Linked DNA regions of Sus scrofa: all the other regions are linked to region 3. Evidence: chromatin contacts called from public targeted proximity ligation data. All regions are on one chromosome and are shown on one strand. The core of a region is the stretch at or near the end of the contact, and the rest is flanking DNA. Distances in the headings are between cores, read along the strand shown. Region 1 overlaps PDE7A (high affinity cAMP-specific 3',5'-cyclic phosphodiesterase 7A). Region 2 has its middle 37 kb from the start of DNAJC5B. Region 3 holds the start of PDE7A (high affinity cAMP-specific 3',5'-cyclic phosphodiesterase 7A).

What was found.
Region 1: a targeted proximity ligation map of skeletal muscle shows a contact between it and region 3, with 3 times the contacts expected there. A contact is called at or near these places in 7 of 47 Hi-C or Micro-C datasets (embryonic fibroblasts, fetal heart ventricle, heart right ventricle and 3 more) and 1 of 2 datasets of targeted methods (skeletal muscle).
Region 2: a targeted proximity ligation map of alveolar macrophages shows a contact between it and region 3. A contact is called at or near these places in 1 of 5 promoter capture datasets (liver), 5 of 47 Hi-C or Micro-C datasets (alveolar macrophages, blood, liver and 1 more) and 1 of 2 datasets of targeted methods (alveolar macrophages).

Annotation. Positions count from the first base shown.
Region 1 is chr4:68,873,923-68,878,624 of Sscrofa11.1, reverse strand. PDE7A (high affinity cAMP-specific 3',5'-cyclic phosphodiesterase 7A) reads right to left here. Exons shown (of 13, transcript XM_021089289.1): 5 at 4,657-4,702. Among named protein-coding and RNA genes, the nearest start is that of MTFR1, 94 kb to the left of the region's middle.
Region 2 is chr4:68,675,579-68,680,374 of Sscrofa11.1, reverse strand. No RefSeq gene overlaps it. Among named protein-coding and RNA genes, the nearest start is that of DNAJC5B, 37 kb to the right of the region's middle.
Region 3 is chr4:68,775,039-68,779,523 of Sscrofa11.1, reverse strand. It overlaps PDE7A (high affinity cAMP-specific 3',5'-cyclic phosphodiesterase 7A), which reads right to left and starts at 1,614. Exons shown (of 13, transcript XM_021089289.1): 1 at 1-1,614.

The DNA of each region.
Region 1 (4,702 bases), core at 1,700-4,199, 98 kb before region 3:
TTTTTTTTTGTGTGTGTGTGTGTCTTTTTTGTCTTTTTAGGGCCTCACCCCATGGCATATAGAGGTTCCCAGGCTAGGGGTCAAATCGGAGCTGTAGCTGCTGGCCTACACCACAGCAACACAGAATCTGAGCTGAGTCTGCAACCTACATCACAGCTTATGGTAACCAGGGATCCTTAACCCACCGAGCAGGGCCAGGGATCGAACCTACATCCTCATGGATGCTAGTCAGATTCATTTCCGATGAACCACGACAGGAACTCCTGCTATACCATTCTAACAATTAAACACACTCTGTGTTAAAGGTGTGTGAGCTCACACATTACTTCCAGTGTTCAGACAATAACAACAGCATAAGCATGATTACAGTATTCTTAAAAGAAATCTATGATTCTTACCAACATGTAGAGAAGACCTAATGAGGTCCACGATGAAAACTTACAGTAATCACATTTATGAAGAATTATAAAGGACAAAGGGGCTAATAACCATTATCCAAAACTGCCTGAAGGAACTGTCAACAGAAACCCATGGCTGAGTAAATTAACTGGAATAATATCTGCATGAGCAATACTGGAAAGGATGTGGCGGCCAAGAGACTTCCTAAAAACCACCTGACACAGCACCTTCAAACAAAGGAAAAGCCATTTCAAATCTTTTCCTTTAAGAAATTAAATGCTAAAATACATTCAAATTCTGATAACACTCTACCAGTACACACACGAGCCCACGTGGTCTGGAACCAACTGTGATATAAAGAGAGTTGTTTCTACTGCTGTAACAACTTTTCTTGGGGGTATATACAGACTCTTCAGAGTACGTATTCAAAAAATAATCTGGTTCTTAAAAAATGGGCAGAGGATCTGAACAGACATTTTTCCAAAGAAGATATACAGATGGCCAAGAGGTACAAGAAAAGCTGCTCAGTATCAGTAATCACCAGATAAATGCAAATTAAAACCACAAGATAATCACCTCACACCTGTCAGAATGGCTGCTGCAGACAAGGATGTGAAGAAAACTGAAGCCGCTATGGAAAACAATGGAGGTTCCTCAAAAAATTTAAAGTAGAACTACCATATGATCCAGCAATCCCACTTTTGGATATTATCTGAGGGAAATGGAATCATATCTCAAAGAGATACCTGCACCCTCATGTTCACTGAAGCATTATTTACAATAGTCAAGACATGGAATCAACCTAAGGGCACATTGATAGATGAATGGATAAAGAAAACTTGGTATATAGACAAAGGAATACTACTTAGCCATAAATAGGAAAGAAATCTTGCCATATGCAACAACACAGATGGAGTTTGAGGTAACTGAAAGACAAATGCTGTATGATTTCACTTATGTGGAATCTAAAATGACGACAGCAAAATCTCAAGCTCACTGAGAACGGACTGGTGGTTGCCATTGGTGGGGATTGTGGGAGTGGACAAAATAGGGGAAGCTGATCAAAAGGCACAAACTTGCAGTTGTAAATAATTAGGTCCTAGGGATATGATTTACAGCATGGTGACTATGGCTAATAATACAGATATTTCAGAATATATATTCAAGAAACCATCTGGTTTTCAAAAAATGGGCAAATGATCTGAATAAACACTTTTCCATACTGCACATCTGAATGTTGCTAAGAGAGTAAGTCTTGAAAATTCTCATCACAGTAAAAAAAAATTTGTAACTACATATGGTGACAGATGTTAAGTAGACTCACTGTGGTGATTATTTTTGTGGTATATACAAATAGCAAATCATAGTAACATTGTATACCAGAAGCTAATACAATGTTCTAAGTCAACTGTACCTCAATTAAAAAGAAAAGAATATTCATTCTATTTAGGTAACACAGGGCTCTCCCCCCATTTTTTCCCAAGCCTAATGAAATAAATTATCAAAGAAATGTTAATGTCTTCCACCAAGGACCTTAAAGGAATCTGACAGAACCAATCCATCAAGTGTACCACCCACAGCAAAATCAAAGTCTGCATATGCAACATTTTTTCTCATTTTCAGTTCCTAAGATACCAACTGGCTTAATACCAGTGAATAAGAACACAAGTCAACAGAACATTTCAAAGCAAGGGATGCTCAGTTGGTTCACTAAACAAGAAATGGGCACAGAATAACTTATTTTACATGAAAATGGAAACAAATACCTTCTTGGAAAAGAAAACTGTACTTCTAGAAAAGCGATCCTATGTAGAGGTATGTCAAAGGACAGAGCTGTCCAAGGTGTTATGGCCCTTGACAGTTTTTAGGATGTGATTCTAGATGGGAGCTGGCAGGATTAGGCTATGGCCATAACACCTGCCTGGCAACGAGGGTCCTCACAGCCAGGGAGCTCTCAGTGGGGACGAGCTATATCTTGCTATCTCATGTAACAACTCATTCCTGCAAAAGGAAGATCAAATGTGTCTGGCCAGAGAGAAGTCCTTGCAGGGGGCCAGCTGGGAGCCATTGTCTTGGTGGGAATCATCGAACTTTGCTTCTTCCCTGTCCTCTCCACAATGGCATTTGGGAAAATCACCAGAATAAAACATAAAGAACACATGGGATCAACAAGCAAGAAGGGAAAATTACAAACTTGGATACTATGTACAGATATCATCCAGAATTCATTTCAGGCTAAGCAGCTTTGAATAAAAGCAATTCAAATTCAATAATGAAAATTTAAGGAATTTTCTTCTGCCCATTTGTTTCTCAAAGTGAGTCAAGGAAAGAAAAGAGCTAAATTAACGCAGACCATTGCTATGACTCCTGCCCATCCTACACTGTCACCCTTGCTCCACTTTCATTGCCACACCCCCAACTAGCAGGATACATTCTTTTTAAAAATAAAATCTAGAGAAGAACAATCAACTATTTCAGTGAGTGACAAGTGTCCCAAGCAACTAAGAATAGGCCATGAGCTGTTGGTGTTTACATGAGGCTAACTAGACCTTGAAGGTGTTAAGGGCGGCACTCTTATCTATATTTATCTTGAGATAATGACTAAAGCAATATTTGTATTGCATTAGGAAAAGGGAGTTTCCCAGATCTAAAAAGAAGCTGAGGCACCTATATTTTCAAAAGGGGGAGGCTGTAGGACAGGACAGCTGTGTAAATGATACCAGAGCCCTTTCTGTGGGGACAGGCCAGAGTGGAAGCGGGGGCAGACAGAGTCACCAGAGGCCAAAGGAGAGTGGGGGGTGGTGGTAAGGAAGAGAAAAGAGGAAACACGAAAAGGCAGGGCAGCAGGAGGGAGGGAGGCCCTGCTGAGGAGGTGGACTTCACTGTCTTTCCACCTGTGCCCGAGTCAGTCCAGTTTGTTATCGGTCAGCAGCACACAGGCAAAGAGGTGATCAGAAAGGTGTTCTCACTAGGCCTGGCCACACAGCTCAAAGGGAATAAGGCAGTGAGGCTAAAAAGCTAGACCCACACTGATCCCCAAGATGAAAAATGTTGAGGAGTTCCCGTCGTGGCACAGTGGTTAACGAACCCAACCAGGAACCATGAAGTTGCAGGTTCAATCCCTGGCCTCGCTCAGTGGGTTAAGGATCCGGCATTGCAGTGAGCTATGGTGTAGGTCACAGATGCGGCTCAGATCCCATGTTGCTGTGGCTGTGGTGTAGGCCGGTGGCGACAGCTCCAATTCGACCCCTAGCCTGGGAACCTCCATATGCCGCTGGTGGTGTGGCCCTAGAAAAGACAAAAAAAAAAAAAAAAAAAGAAAAATGAAAAATGTTGAATTTGCTTGTCCATTTCCCCTACCTGGCTTCCTTATAAAGGGAGCTTTATTTCAAAGTAAAATAAGAAAAAACAGGTGATTTCAAAGTAGAACAGTGAATCACACATATATTTCATTCTCAGCAATCAGAACTGACTTCCTCTCAGTGAACTTCCACTCTGCTTTCTTTATTTAAAAGGTATCAAGGCAAAAGGGGCAACATCTAGTTGGACTAAAGTATCACCAACATTTTACGCCTAAAACTTTACCCTAAATAAAAAATAATTCCCAAAGGGAAATCCATTCCTGTTCCCAGAGAGAAAAATACTTCCTGAAAAGCAAAACAAAACTCAGAGAGGGAAACAGTTCAGAGTCACCTGTTTTCAAACTGCTCACACTTTGTATAGAGTCTGATCCACCCCCTAAAGAAGCCACAAGCTCTTGCCCACACCACCATGGAGAAGCAGAGCCAGAAGTAACCACTGTTGCTGATTATAACGCACCATCTCTCTCTCTTGAGTGTGCAGAGAAAGAAAAGCCTGGGAACCACAGAGCTAGAAGAAAGACCATCTCGCAAAACTTCATTCCTCCACAACGTATCTGGGCTATCCAAACTGGAATACATGATCAGAGGATGCCACTCTAAGTGGCTACAGTCCAAAAGAAACCAAAAAAGGAAAAATCAGGAACAATGCGATCGTAATGTTCACTTTGGGTTTATTAATAACAGGAGCACTAATTAGGAACAGCCAAGGGATGGTGATAGTAAGTTTGATTACTGCTGAGACTAATAATCAAAAAATGCAGTTAACAAAATGATGCTCCCTCTGCCAGCAGAGGGCTCCTAACCTAAGTAACGGAAAGCAGCAACCTAGGAGCAGCTGTACCATCAAGGCAGCAATTGAGGGAATGCATGAGAGGAAGTCAAATTCTTCACTTACCATTTGTTAGTCTATCAAATAGAAAGATATCAAAATTCCAATTTCC
Region 2 (4,796 bases), core at 710-3,209, 99 kb after region 3:
TCCCACCTGCAGGAAGGAAGTTCTCCGTCCCCTGGTTTTGTGTCACTGCCAGAGAGCTATTTAGATATTTATCAAGGCCAGCTTTCCATCAGACTTCTTTATCTGTGAATACACAGATACTCCCAGATACTCTAGGTCTGCACACTTTCAAATTGTTGGAAGAACCCTGGGAGCTGGGAAGGAATGGGGATTTGAACCCTGTTTTGTGCTCTCCCTCCCATTTCATTCCCCTAGTTACTTTCTCCTTCCTCTCATTCCTCCTTTTTGCTTAGAGTTCTTCATTTGTTGGTTGTAGATATGGTTACTCTTCTTATCCACATTGGGATATATTTAGGATTGGAGACTGGCTTTTAAGAGCATGTGTCTAAAACACCAGCTCGGAACTCTACTTAACCCCATGGTGATGAGGGTTGTAAAGCAACTGTAACTATGTTTCCTTTTAGAAACTGACAGTGTCTCGTAAATGCCAGGGTTAAGTTCTTTAGGGAATGATATTTTTATAAGAACATTTAGTAAAGCATCGATTATGAAACCAAATCAGTCAAATGTGCAAAGGCATCAAGCATCATTTGCTCATCCAAAGGGAGCACTTGATCTGACCCCTGCATCTGCTGCTACATTATAACTCTTTTTGTTCAGACATTTTACTTCAACATTGGTTTACACTTTACAGTTAAGATACAGAAGTAAAACTGTTCATTGAGTGGATTGAGGGGTGATGGGCTTCTTTCTTTTTTGGTGTTAACCACAGGTGTCTTTAACTGTACATAGCCTTTCTAAATGACCCTTTCAGTTTCTAGAGTTACTACTTTGTGGACCAAAGTTCAACAGTTTGTATGGGCTGGTCAATTTGACTTGGTAGCCCCTAAGCACGTCTAAAAAGCAAAAAAGAATGTATATATGCATGTGTAACTGGGTCACCTTGCTGTACAGCAGAAATTGACAGAACACTGTAAACCAGCTATGATGGAACAAATAAAAATCATTAAAAAAACAACCACAAAAAAACACCCAAAACAAAAACACTTAACATCCTTGTGAAGGGATGTGTGAAATTCAGGTAAACAAGAAGTCTTTGAGTTTTATGATGACTAGTAACAGCACATCTGTGCCAGGCCATAGGAATCAATCAAATAAAATGCAGCTTCTATTTGTTAAATAAAGCCACAATTTCTTTTATCAAAAGAGATAAAGGAGAGGATTTAAACCTTTCTGTCACTTCCAGGATATCAGCAAGCAACCCCACCCCCCTCCTCCTTTTTTTTCCATCAAACTAAAGAAGGAAGGAGGTGGTGGGGAGAAAGAGGTAAGGAAGGGGAAAAAAATCCAAACATTTTCAATAATCAAATAAGGAAAAATTTAACTTCTCAAGAATAGGTGCTATGTTTCTTAGATGAAAATCTTTAATTTAGTGGGGTGAACTAGAAACTGTGGCACTATTACTCTTTTGGCTCTAAGCCCCCATCATGAGATTTTATTGAATCCACATTTCTACACTAATCACTATAATTTTTCTAGAGTAAAACAGAGCATCAGTACAACAAATGTGATGACATTCAAAGTCTCCACTGTGACACATAACTGACCCAAGCTGCAAGGGAGATTGAGAAAGAGGATATTTAGTATTTCCAGCTTTTACAGTAGATGACAAGAGAAAAAAAGGAACGACAACTGGGTTAGTCAACAAGTGACAGAAATGGCTTGGGCATAGGCAGGGGTGGGATGTGCAGGGTATGGTGGAGGAAGGACAAGGAGACGACGTCTCATTGGGGCTGAAGGTAGCCGAGAATTAAAAGATGAGATTAGGAAGATAGCTTGGCATCAGGACTTTACCCCCCAAATCAAGGAGTTTGGAATTTATCCCTTTAGTAATGGGGACCCATTGGAAATTTGTGAGTGGAAGAGTGATATGATTAAAGCAACTACAGAAAAGATTATAAAGTATGAATGGCCAGGGCTTGTTGACCAGCAGGGCACTAAGAAGAGGAAGCATCAAAGATGATTTTACAGCTTTAAGCCTGCATAACTGGGAAAACATAATAGAAATAGGAAATCAAGAAGGGACCTGGTTTTAGGAAGAAGTTGATTAAGAAGTTCAAGTTTGGGAGTTCCCGTTGTGGCTCAGTGGTTAACGAATCCGACTAGGAACCATGAGGTTGCGGGTTCAGTCCCTGGCCTTACTCAGTGGGTTAAGGATCTGGCGTTGCCGTGAGCTGTGGTGTAGGTTGCAGATGCTGCTTGGATCCCACGTTGCTGTGGCTCTGGCGTAGGCCGGTGGCTACAGCTCCGATTGGACCCTCTGGCCTGGGAACCTCCATATACCACGGAAGCAGCCCTAGAAAAGCCGAAAAGCCAAAATGCCAAAAAAAAAAAAAGAAAAAAAAAAAAGTTCAAGTTTAGATGTTGAACTGGAGGTAGAGGTAGCAAGATGTGCAATGGAAACATGTAACAGGCAGATTAAACATAGCCCACAAGATATGGGACGTTAAGAATAATGGTGCGGCTGCTTCCCAGGAGATACATATGCACAGGAAGTGTGATGGTGTTTCCTAGAGGACAGTTACAGAGTGGAGAGAGGCTAATTATTCTATATACAGTCTGTACTTGCTACAAGTGAAGCCTGAGCACTTTTTGAGATTAGTAATAATAGCCCCCGGAATAAGAAGTGGGTGTTCCATGACAAGTCGGATAAAATATCCAGAATTATTTCCCAAATCCTGGGAAAAAAGAATCCAGGCTGTATAACAGCTGAGACGATTCCTACAACCACACCAAGTGTTGTCACCAATTTCTGAGTTAAAAAAAAAGGGTATTCAGAATCACCTGAATGTTTATATCCAAGTTACTTGTTTAGTAAATTTTAGGTGCCGTTCTCTTTCTAAAGGGTGCTGTTACTCCCTTGTCAGGTCCCTGAGTTAAAGATCCTTTCTATAAATTGTTACAGACAGATAACTAATCTGAGTAGACAGGAACTAACCAACACAGTGAAGTTGCTGTGCCGGAACTGACAAAATCCAGACAGACATTTCAGAATGCTTTCTTTGCAAGGCCTATTTTGGTTTGATCACGCCTGTTGCTCCAGAGTTGATGCTGTCTGAAGCCTGAGCTGAGCAAATGGTGATCTCCATGCATCAGTCATTCACCTTCAGGTTGAGAAGATTCGATATTCAGAGGTAGAGGAAATAAATGGGTTTATCAAATTTTCTGCAAGGAGTAGGAATGTTTTTTCTTAAAAGTTATTAACAAGAAAAACAACCCAGAAAATTAAAATATTTTTCAAAAAAGTATTTGAAGGAGCTATAAAAGGGAAATGCAGTTATCCTTATAATAGTATAGTTTTGAATATCTGACCTTCTTTCCAGGGTTTTCATCATTTCGGAGTTTATTTGTACACAGGGTTGCTAAGGCAACCAAGAAAAGTAGGACTTGAGTATCTAAACTAATTTTATGAAAGCCAGCTACCATATTTCTTTTACTTTGTGTTATATAAAGCCCAGAGCCCAGCATTCACAGTCTACTTTGGTTTCTATTTTGAACACTGCTTTCACTTCATAGGTAAGGATGGTTATGAATGTATACCAGATATAATCATATACAGAGTTACATGATGTACTGTCTATATAAAAGATGTAAGATGTATGTATCCATGTATGGGGAAGAAAGTGTAAGTATGCCTGTTTTAAAAGCATAAATATGGGAGTTCCCATCATGGCTCAGTGGTTAACGAATCTGACTAGGAACCACGAGGTTGTGGGTTCAATCCCTGGCCTTACTCAGTGGGTTAAGGATCTGGTGTTGCCATGAACTGTGGCATAGTTCACAGACGCAGCTTGGGTCCCATGTTGCTGTGGCTCCGACTGGACCCCTAGCCTGGGAACCTCCACATGCCACGGGTGCAGCACCAAAAAAAAGACCAAAAAAAAAAAAAAAAAAAAGCGTAAATATGGCACAACTGCCAATGAAAAATGATCTCAAAGAACAAACAATAACAACAATCTTGATTATTTACATGTGAATTAAAATTAAAGGTTAAGTTTTCTATATTTTTTTTTCAGAAAAAAAAAACAGACATGTAAAAAGTGTGATTGCTATCAGAGATTTATTGAAAATGCCATTGTTTGTGCTCTGGCACTTTCTATAATGAGAGTCCTTGTCAGTCATGGGCATGGGGCCCCAGAGACAACTGGGAAAGAGGGTATAGATGCGAGTAGTAACTGTGACACTGGCTGCTCAGGAGACCCACAGGGGTCTGGAAGACACCAGTGCCAGAGAGCACATGGGATCACTTCAGGTCATCAGTTAGAAACTGGGCAATTCAACTCCACAAACATGCATTAATGCAAAGCTCTGGTGAACACTATAACCAGACCTCTGTCTTCACCTTTTCAACCTGTGGCCAGAGGACAACAGAAAACCTGAGATCTTGTCCTTTGGCCCTGAGAAAAATGCCTGAAAACTTTCCATGCCAAACCTTGAGTCCCGTTGGCCAAGCCAGACTGCTTCAGCTCCTTTCTTGCTTTAGGCACTTGCTCAAAGTGAGGTGCTTGGCTAGAACTCCTGCCCCCTGGTGCCCAAACCCTTTGCCTGCTGGGTGGCTGACTCCAAGGCCCTAAGATTCTTTGCCTGATTTCTCCTTTCTCCTCTAAAAGGCTGGAATTTGTCTGCCTGTAAGACCTTCCAGAGCCTCTACCATGTGGCGTTTGCCTCCCCTCTCAGCTTCCCTCCCCTCACTCCTCCTCCTAGTTGAATTCCCAATCGTGGCTCCTAAGACTTTCCATACTGAATCATGAAAAGGA
Region 3 (4,485 bases), core at 365-2,864:
AGCGCCAACCACGGCCGCCGCCACCGTGACGTCACGACGCCGCGCCGCAGGCCCCGCGCCGCCGCAGCGCCCGGGGAGCCGGGCTAGCGGCCGAGGGAGTGAGCCGTCTTCCTCTTGTGTCGCACCGTAAGGCTCTGTCGCTGTCCCCTCCCGCCGCACGCTGCTCTCCTCCCCCACCAATCCTCATCCTGCAGCCCCCTCCATCTCTTTCCCTTATCTGCTCCCCAGCCTAGGCGCTTGCGCATGAGGCCCCACCGTTTAGGGACATTCCCCTTATCGCTAAACTCTGGCGTTGGGGCGCACTGAGGGTGTAGGGTGGGTGGGATCAGCCTACGCAGGAGGCGCGATTCTGGCCTTTTGACTCCAGAGACCCAAAGCACGCGGCCCACTCGGAGCGCTCAGCCCTGACCCTGGGGTCACCGCCGCGTTTCCCTCCTTGAATTCCCATTCTTGGGCTTCGCTGGGGACCGCTGCGGCAGTGACGTCAGCGGGCCGCGCGGGCACCGTCCTCCCCGCTACGTCACTGCCAGTCTCTCGGCGGGGACTGGCTCGGGCTCCCCGCTAGCAGGTGCGGGGGGCCCGGGCTGTCCCGGGCTGAGGGGCTAAGAGCCGAGCAGAGAATGCGGGCGTGAGGAGGGGGCGGGGAGGGGGTTGGTGGGAAAACACCGAGACTGAGAAAGAAGTGAGAGTACGCACTGGAAAAAATGAGAAAGGATGAACATGAGAAGACAAAGGGGAAAGGAGACTGCATACCCTTTTACCAAAAGTGTTTTTGTTTCTTGGCTTTGATTTTGAGAAGGTGGGAGAAAATAAAAGAACTTTTCGACCTAGTTTGTAAACTGGATATGTAATTTGTAGGTTTATTTTGTCACATTTTCCCCAAAACTGTCAAAGATTTTCAGCTGCAAGCTTTTGTTTCAAATGCATTCCAGCTTCTGGGATGTCAGCCTGAACAAGCACTCCCCTGCCGGCAAAATTGTTGACTTGGCTCCTCTCTCAAAGCACCCACTCTTCCAGTTATGTGCTATGACCAGCCACTGGCAAGGTGGCAGGTCTTTGGAAGTATTGCCTAGCCCGTGCCTGTGAGATCAGGTATCATATGCTCATGATCCCATAAATCAACAGAAGTCTGCAAGACCTTTTATCATCTTTCCATGGCATCTGTTTCTTTTATAGCATTTAAAACTTTCTACCTCCTCATGGTAATTTTCTACTTTTCTGCTCGCTACTATTTTTTTTGGGGGGGGGCGCTTTTTAGGGCCTCACCCGTGGCATATGGAGGTTCCCAGGCAAGGGCCAAATTGGAGCTGCAGCTCCTGGCCTACACCACAGCAATGCAAGACCCAACCACGTCTGCAGCCTATAACACAGCTCACAGCAACGCAGGATCCTTAATCCTTAATGCTGGATCCTTAACCCACTGAGGGAGGCCAGGGATTGAACCTGCAACCTTACGGATACCAGTCCACTGAGCCATGACTGGAACCCTGCTCTCTACTATTAAAAGAATATAACTTCCATTGTGGTTTCATGGATTTTTTTCTTCACTTGATAGTAAGCTCCCCTTTAGCACCCTGTTAACCACCCAGGTTCTTGGACTCTTTAATCAATAGAAATTGATAAGAGGCCAGGCTTTATTCGCTGCAGCAGGAGAGAGTGAAAACAAGCCAGTTCCTTTGCTGGCTCCTGGGAGTGGGTGGGTGTGTGGGGAGTTGGTCCCTTAAATGGGGTCAGGGTAGGGGCAGATCCTCCTGCTGGATGCAGGGATCATGTGCGATACCCTGCTTTTGCTCTCAATATCTCAGCTGAGTTTGGGTCTTTTTGTATCTTGTTATTCATAATTTGCCCCAACTGCAGCATTTGTTCAGGTGTAAGCACTGCAGCAAAGGGTCCCAGGTCCGCAGTTCCAGCCTGTCTCACACCAACTTACCCAACTCATCTTTGAAACCCCAATTACTCCCACAACATCCAGTAGATGTATGGAGCATCCTCTGTATTTTCTCTTATTTACTTCTGACAAAAACCCCGTAGAGTAATAGTTTCTAAATTGAAGCTGGGCTCGGAGTCAGAACTTGCCTTAAATCTCCCACAGATAAATGGCAAAACTTACCTCAAATAATGTTGAGTTTTGTGTCATCTAAACACCCAGAAGGTAGTATTGGTGTGATACTAGACAATATATGCTGAAGTGACTCTGTTCCATTAAGTCATTCAATAGGACTCAGGGCACTAACCAATGCATCTCCCTCCAACAGAGAGGTGAGCTAATATGTACTATGTATTCACTGTGAAACACTATGGGTATTCTACATACAATCTTCAACTTAACCCTACACAACAGCCACTATGGGAACTCCTACGTAAGTAAAAACTTGATCGCAATTCTACAGATGGGGAGTCAGGTTTCAAGACCCTAAATTGTTTGTGCCACCAATCTCTGTTCTGTATGACCTCAGAGCCATGCATTTTCACCAAACCATGTGGTTTCTCAAGACCAGAACTTCAACTCTTCACAGTATACTTTATCGTATTGGAAAGTATATTAGCATTCTTCAGAAAAGCAGAACTGGAGTTCCCACTGTGGCTCAGCTATAGTGGACCCAACTAAGAACCATGAGGATGCAGGTTCAATCTCTGGCCTTGCTCAGTGGGTTAAGGATCTAGAGTTGCCCTGAGCTGTCGTGTAGGTCACAGACTCAGCTCAGATACCACGTTACTTTGGCTTCGGTGTAGGCCGGCAGCTGAAGCTCTGATTGGACCCCTAGCCTGGGAACATCCATGTACTGCAGGCACATCCCCAGAAAAGAAAAAAAGAAAGAAAAAGAAAAGCAGAACCATACGATATACTGGGCCGGGTGGGGAGGGGGGTGCAGAGCTTGATTTGTCGCACATGCACCTCACCCAGGATGAAGACAGGCTGGAGGAGCTGCAGGCCTAGCTCTGGCCTCTTGCCAATGAGGTGAGTTGGATCACATGCGCAAAATCACCTTGGTGCCTGGGACCCTTCAGGGTCTTTTCAGGTGTAAAGACCGGATGCTTCACTTACACTTTTCATTTCTTTTGTAAATTTCTATTGTAGTCAACCAGAACTTACACCTTAAAAGAAAGAGACTTATGGGAAATGTAGTTCCAATTTGGCTCTCTTGATGGTACAAAACCATCCCAGTCCAACTCTTGTCAACTTGATATTTTATATCCATACACACTCTTTGCATTGTATTTAATTTTCTTTTTCTTTTCTTTCTTTCTTTCTTTCTTTCTTTCTTTCTTTTTTTTGTCTTTTTAGGGCCGCACCTGCGGCATATGGAGGTTCCCAGGCTAGGGGTCTAATCGGAGCTCTAGCTGATGGCACAGCCACAGCAACGCCAGATCTGAAATGCATCTGCGATCTACACCTCTGTCCATCTGGTGCAATTCTTTTTCTTTCTTTCCTTTTTTTTTTTTTTTTTTTTTTGCTTTTTACGGCTGTACCTGTGGCTTATGGAAGTTCCCAGACTAGGGGTTGAATCAGAGCTGCAGCTGCCAGCCTACACAACAGCCACAGCAACTCGGGATCCGAGCTCAATCTTCAACCTGCACCACAGCTCATGGCAACACCGGATCCTAAACCCACTGAGCAATACCAGGAATTGAACCCTTGTCCTGATGAATACTAGTCAGGTTTGTTATGGATGAGCCACTATGGGAACTTCCACAATTCTTTTTCATATAACCCAAAACAGCTCTCTCGTTCCCTCAAAGAGGATGGAGTCTGGGGGATGTTCATCCTCTTCTTGATGAGTCAGAGTACACCTTGGTACTCCTATAACTTACACACTAAGATATAAGTTTACATACTATTAACACATCTTAGAGAAATGAGAGAGGAATAAAAGATAATAATAAACACACAAATAAATCCATATCAAAATTAGAAAAAATGCTCAGAACTATTACAGTCCTTGTATCTTCAACTGACGATTTGATCATAATTACGATGACTATTTTCTTTCTCCCATTACCTGTTTCATATCCTCTTTGCTGTCAGGAAGCATCTTAGCTAAAAATGGTTTCTTGACTTGTGGGGGTCCTTCATTCCTAAAGGACCTGAGCAATCAGAGGTTCTACTTCTATTGGTAAAAGTATTCTAGGGTTATAGTCTTCCATTAAGTCATAGCAGGGAGCACTGGAGTACTAAGAGGCTCCCCCAAAGAATCTCCTGCACTCCAGCCATATTCTTCCCCTTTCCCATTGTGTAGCAACAACTCATAATCTGCTTAATAGTAAGGACCAATCACCCCAGGCAGTAGAGTAACCCCCTTCTTTGCATATTGTTTCACTAGCACAAGGATCCCAGAATGGCCAAGTGGCAGTCTCAATTTTCAGTTTAATTGAACTCTTGCTGTGTACCCCGGTGGAAACTTTCTTCTTCAAGAATGAAGACCTCTGGACCAGGAGAGCCCAAAGACTCGGGGATGAAAAGTAAAATTTTGCATGAAATTCACT